2 separate regions of the Anser cygnoides genome follow, and region 1 is linked to region 2. Evidence: chromatin contacts called from public Hi-C data. All regions are on one chromosome and are shown on one strand. Each heading gives the region's core, a stretch centred on a gene start, on an enhancer-like site or on the middle of the called end of the contact. The rest is flanking DNA. Distances are from core to core; before and after follow the strand shown. Region 1 holds the start of PCF11 (PCF11 cleavage and polyadenylation factor subunit). Region 2 holds the start of FZD4 (frizzled class receptor 4).

What was found. A called contact is a pair of places that touch in the nucleus more often than the background predicts.
Region 1: a Hi-C map of liver shows a contact between it and region 2, with 2.0 times the contacts expected there. The contact joins the promoter of PCF11 here to the promoter of FZD4 in region 2. A contact is called at or near these places in 2 of 7 Hi-C or Micro-C datasets (both in liver).

Annotation. Positions count from the first base shown.
Region 1 is chr1:204,318,480-204,321,739 of Taihu_goose_T2T_genome, reverse strand. It overlaps PCF11 (PCF11 cleavage and polyadenylation factor subunit), which reads left to right and starts at 1,555. Exons shown (of 16, transcript XM_066989921.1): 1 at 1,555-2,085. The coding sequence starts at 1,897.
Region 2 is chr1:203,961,259-203,964,258 of Taihu_goose_T2T_genome, reverse strand. FZD4 (frizzled class receptor 4) reads right to left here and starts at 1,511. Exons shown (of 2, transcript XM_048076515.2): 1 at 1,191-1,511; 2 at 1-321. The coding sequence starts at 1,469.

The DNA of each region.
Region 1 (3,260 bases), core at 306-2,805, 360 kb before region 2:
AATATAGTACTTTTGGGAGGAGCTCGATTTCCCCACCCCCACATTTTTCCCCTAGGAGCTGAACACTATATACTGTTTTTGCCAAATAAACTGAGTTTACATTATGGCTTGACTCCTGGTACATGATTAATATTTGTCACAGGCAGCGTGTCTTCAAATAGCTGGCTAACATTTACACCGAGAAAAAGCCTTGAAGTCCTAGCTTCAGTTGGACGGAAACAAAAACTTGAGTTTCATTTTCTGATCTTACGATGGCACACTGCAAAGGAGAAGTGGTGTGTGCAACGTACAGCATTTCGAGGTGTACCGGAACAAACATGAACATCCAATTAAACAGGCAGATTAAAGACGCCGGTGCGTTTCCTGCCCCCTCTTCCCCATTTTGAAGGTCTCATTTTTCAGAAAAGGATGCGAACGCTGAGATAGAAACTAAAATACGTTTTTTTTTATGAGATAAAAGGGCAAACAGCTGTTTTTACCACAGATCTGCCAAGTCTCAATTTTTGCTTTCTACTGCACATGCAGACATCCTATAAAAACGATTTTGTGACAGGAGCGTTTTGCAAGTGTACTTTAATTTGCAAGTGTATTTTAACAAAGCATTTGCCCATGGCCTCCTTCGCCCTGCTGACGGCTCCTCACAGTTAATAAGTAACATGTGAAGAGGGGGCAAGGAAGAGCTGGACCTTAAGAACCGAGCGTTATCAACTTTGGGCAAGTACCATAACAAAAGAGCAGGTTTTGCTACCTCCAAACCTTGGAGTTTGCAAGCCCCAAATGCTGCTCGTTGACCCCTTGAGAGGGACAACTGAACTAAGAAGTGTCTTCTAATTTCTGACCTAAACGCTGTCTGGTTTTTAGGTGTGACTGGCACAAGGACCTAAACCCCTGTTTTTTTGGAGTGACTGGCACAAGGACCTAAACCCCTGTTTTTTGGGGGTAAAAAGGCACAGGGCAGACTGGGAGCAGAGCAGGGGGCGCTGCCTCCCTCCCGATGAGGGAATTCTGTGGCTGCACACATCCGCCGGGCTCCATCGCCACAAGCTCCCCGTTAGGGGACAAGGCGGGTGCGGAGCGGGGCCCTGAGGGGCCACCAGGCCGCGGCCTCTCCCCCGGGCCTAGGCCGCAGGGGCGGCGGCGGGTAGGCCGCGTTGCTATGGCAACCATGAGCCAATAGTGAGCGCGGCGCGGGTGGGGCCTCGCCGGGGGCGCAAATCAGCACCGAGGGTCGGGAGGAAAAGGCGGGACTGAGCGCGGGGCCCCAATCGGAGCTCGAGGGCGGAAAGGGAAGGCGGGAGGACAAGGCCTAGCGAGTGAGGAGCGAAGGGGGTAGGGAAACGCGGCCAATCGCGAGCCGTCCTTCAGGGGCGAGCGCGGGCCTTGAGCGCAGAAACCAATCAGCGGGGAGAAGAGGCGTTCCCAACCGCCCGAAGGCGGGCGCGCTGCCGGGCACGCCAATCGGCGCTCGAGCAGGGGATCCGCCAGCCAATCGGGAGGCGGCGAGGGAACAAAAGGGGCTTTCCAAGCCGCCGGCCCCTTTCCCCTCAGCGCAATTTCACATGACGCAACGGTTGGAGGCAGAGGTCCGCGGGCCGTAGCCGCCGCCGCCATTTTGTGAGCGCCCGGACTGAGCCGGCGGCCGGCCGACCGACCGGAGGCGCGGCGGCACCCGCGGCACCGGCACGAGCACCTCAAGCAGCGCCGGCGGCTGGAGGGAGCCGCGGCCCGAAGGATGCGGTAGAGGAAGCCCAGCGGCAGCGGCGGGGGGGGCGGCATCGCTCGGCGGCGGAGGCGGCGGCAGCATAAAAAAAAAAAAAAAAAAGGAAAAGAAAGGGGGGAGATCGCGGGGAGGGGGCTGTCGGTCGGTGGGGGTCGGGGCGCCCCGGTCGGAGGAACATGTCGGCCCCGGAGGGCAGCGCTGGTAGCAGCGAGGCCCGGGAGGACGCGTGTCGCGATTACCAGTCGTCGCTGGAAGACCTGACGTTCAACAGCAAGCCGCACATCAACATGCTGACCATCCTGGCTGAGGAGAACGTGCCCTTCGCCAAGGACATCGTCTCCCTGATCGAGGCGCAAATCGCCAAGGTTTTTATATTCCACCGACTCCTACTCCTACCTATACTGCTGGGGGGATAAGCCGGCCCGGGGCTGCGGGTTAGGGGCGGCCTCGGGGAGGGTGGAGGGGGAGGGGAAAGGAAAAGGGCGTGGGGGAGACGGCCCGAGGAGGGGTGGTGGGGTGAAGCTGACCCAGAGGAGGCGAAAAGGGGGGAGATGAGGGCCTGAAGGAGGGGAATTAGGGCAGGAGAAAGGGGGGGCGGAGGAGGGGCTGAGGAAGGCTGGTGGTGGGGTGGGGGCGGTTGGGCTGGGGGCTCGCAGGCAAACAGGGAGAGGGGTGGGCTAGCCAGGGGTGAGCAGAGAGGGCACGGCTTTCCCCGAAAACAGGAAGCCCAGAGGTTTTCATTTATTTACTTATTATTGGGGAGAGGGTCAGGAGTTTGGGGTCGCTGCCGGGAGAGCAGGGGGCGGAGGGGAGCGGGGCTCAGGCGGGGTCAGGGAGCACGGGAGCTCGTCCTAAACACCGCGGGGCTTCGATAAGGCTGCTGCTTCCCCCAACCCCTCCCCAACCCCACCTCCCCCCCCCCCCCCCTTCCCAATGAAAAACCATAGGGAGCAGGGGACTCGAGGGAGGGGAAGGGCTCCCCCAGCACCCAGCCGCAGAGGAGGGGTGTCGGTAGCAGGGGGGAGGGTTTGGGACTCGCCCCCACCAAAAGCCGCTGGGGGGGGGGAAAGGGGGGGAGAGAATAAAAAAAAAAAGGGCAAAGCGTGGCTGGCGAGTGGAGGAGCCCCGTGGAAATAAATAGCAGGCAGCACAACATGGCGGCCCGGCAGTGACTGGGCAGCAGCACCTCGCCCTCCTCGCTGGGTTTTCCCCCTTCCCCGGAGCCAGTGTTGAGCGTCTCGAAGCTGGTGTTGTAGTCCCCAAGCGTTGCATTTAAGCGATTTTCTACCCTTAGATGAGTACCGCGATCTATAGGGAGGGCCTGGCCGGGGGGATATGGTGGAGTTGTTTTTTTTTTTTTTTATTTTCTGGGTAGTTCGAAGGAACGGAAATAAGATGGAGTTTGCAGCACGGCAGTTGTCCGCTTTAGAAGGACTAAATTTAACGATTAAGTAATACTTTAAGCATCATTTTAAGTATAAAATACATTTAAATATATTATAGTTCAGAAGATAAGGTTATTTTCCCAGTGTGGTCCCTG
Region 2 (3,000 bases), core at 262-2,761:
GAGGACACAGTTCAGGCTCCTCTTGACCCAGATGTACTGATCGGAATTGGATCCCATGCTGTGGCACTCTTCTCCAGGCTGCAAGGATGTCTTGCTATGAAGGGGAACCTCTTCATCTCCCGGGCCCTCCATGCACATGTGGTTGTGATCGTTCTGGGGTGGGAATTTGCTGCAGTTCAGGCTGTCCGGCCAGGCAAATCCAAATTCTTTTAAAACAGGTTCACATCTTCTTTTGACAGAGAGGCACATGCCACCACAGGGACCTATGGGGATGTTAATCTTCTCTGTGCACATCGGGACGTAGACTGAACAAAGGAAGAACTGGAAGAGAGAAACACAAATCGCAAATGCGTTAGGAGAAAATTCAACAGGTCAAAACATAACAAGTTTTCTTTTTTGCCTTTTTAGCAGTAATTTTTGGTCCTTTGCCTTAAAAAACAGGAAGCAGCATAAAACAAATAAACCAAGAACAATAAAAACTTGGGAGAAAAAACCCTAAAAATGCTGCCTTCTTTCAGTTCAAGTGTGGTCCGAAGCCAAAGCCTGAACATTTCACTCCCCAGATTAGCTCCATGCAAATTTAGCCCATCACTTTCAATAAAGCGAGTGGGATTTAGCCAGATGTAAACCTCAAGGGTGCAATTTAGGAAAAAAAAAAAAAAAAGAAAAAAAAAGTATATTTTAAAGCGGTTTAAACAAATACATATTTTTGTTCAAGGCACTGCCTGGATATCACGGCTAGCAAACAAACAGAAGAAAAGGCATTTACTGAATCACTTCGGTTTGTGATCCTCCTGGAAGAACGCGCCTCTCTTTCACCATCGGGCCACCGACGGGCTCGCACCGGCCATAAAACACTGCCGCTCGCTCAGCTTTGGAAACACGGCGATTTTGGGGGCCTGTGGCCACACCGGGGGGGCTTCAGGGAGTTGGGGACGCGGGGGTCCAAGCTGGCTGCTGCCGTGGAGGTGTCTCTGCGGGCCGGGCATGGCAGGACCCCCTTTTTTCCCCCCTTGGGAAGCCCACACAGCGCTGCCTTGTGCTGCAGCCCGCTCCCTCCAGGCTTTGCAGCGGGGGAGATGGGGGAAATGTCAGCACAACGCCCAGCTCCCGGTTCTGGAGAAGGGGGTTTGGGGGGGGGATTTGGGGGGTTTGGGGAGGGTTGGGGGGGGGGGGGGTTTGGGACCCACCTGGAGCTGGCTGGAGCAGCCGTACTGGATGAGGGGGGTGAAGGTGGTGAGCTGCAGCTCGGCGTCCGCCTGCAGCTCGTGGCCCACCAGGTTGGGCATCTTGGTGACATTGTAGCCCAGGTTCTGGCACATGGCGATGCGGATGGCGTCGCAGCGCCGCTCCTCCTCGTCGCCGAAGCCCCGCGTCCCGCCGAGCAGCAGGGCCAGCAACAGGGCCAGCAGCCGCCCGGCCGCCCCCTTGCCGCCACCGCCACCACAGCCACCACGGCACCGTGCCATGGCCGAGACCCCCCGGCCCCCCACCTGCCCCCGGCCCCGGCTCCGGCCCCGGCCGCGCCGTGCCGCCCGGGCCGGCTCCAACGGGGAGGGGCCGGGGGCGGCTCTGCTCTTAAACCGCCGCGCCGAGAAACTGCCCAGGGGAGGGGACGGCGCCTCCCCGAGCCCCGGCCTCCTCCCAGCCTCCCGGGGCGGGCACAGCTACGGCCCCGGCCCGGGGGGAAAGTCCCGCTGGGTGCCCCCCGGAGCCCCCCGGAGCCCCTCGGCCCTGCGGAGCCTCAGAAGCGTCCCCCCCACTTCAGGCACGGCGACCCCGCTGTGAGCAGCGAGCGGCCCTGCCCTGCCTCCCCCCGGGCTTGGTGACCCGGGGCTGGGTCCCCGATGTCCCCACAGCGGTGAAGGGCGGCGACAGGGCCTGAGAGGGGCACCCCGAGGTGCCCAGGCCCAGGCCTGGTTCCCCAGGGGCAGGCTGAGCTGATCCATCAGCCTCCTCCCTCCTCTCCCTCCTCTACCTCCTCTCCTTCCTCTCCCTCGCCAGGCCACAGGGCAGGTCTCTAAGCTGCCACCTTTTCTCCCAACACATCCCTCACTTGTACGTCTGGCATCTCGGACACATCTGGGTGGTGGTGGTCCTTCACGGGGACAGAGAAACCTAGGGTGCTGCTCCAAGCACCTCCTGGTGTTGGCGTACCTCCCCTAAACACGTACGGGTGTAGGGTTTGTGTACTTCTCCTAAACACATAAGGATGTAGGGTTTGTGTACCTCTCCTAAATACGCACAGGTGTAGGGTTTGTGTACTTCTCCTATGCACGTACGGATGTAGGGTTTATATACCTCTCCTAAACACGTACGGATGTAGGGTTTGTGTACCTCTCCTAAGTACAGACGTAGGGTTCATGAATTTTGAGGGGAAATTGAGCAGACCTGTAGGGTGTCCCCAGGATTAAGAGCGGACACATGAGGCTCACACTTAAACACACTCAGCGTTATTTACACCTGTAATAAAATCTGGTTGGGCTGGTTGTGCCTTTAGCAAAAATATGTCATCTATTAATGAATTGTTTGTAAAGCGCTTTGAAAATGTTTGTAAAGCCCCGGTTAAACAACCTCTGGCTGGGTGCGTGTGTGTGCACAGTGTGTGACATGTGCGGGTGTCCTGAGCACGGCCATCGCCAAGAGCCATGCATCCGTATGTGTGTGGCCATGCTGCAATGACTGGTTTTCCTCTAGCACGAGGTGTTTTAACCAAGGTTTCATGAGCACAGGTATTTACAAAGCTCTCATCACCGTGATAGTTTATAACCAGCTCCAATAAACAGCGACTGCAGTCTTACAAAATCCTGGCGAGGCAGACAAGTCGTATTATCTTAACTTTTTAAACACAGAGCCAGACAGCGCTGCAGTCCCAAGGTCGTGCAAGGAGGCTACGATGCAGTCAGCAACGCAGCCCGTATCTGGTGAGGTCCATATTTACTCATAAGCGTTGCCTTCTGTGACTAGCAGTGCTCCGCTGCTAATCTCGGTCGGCGATAA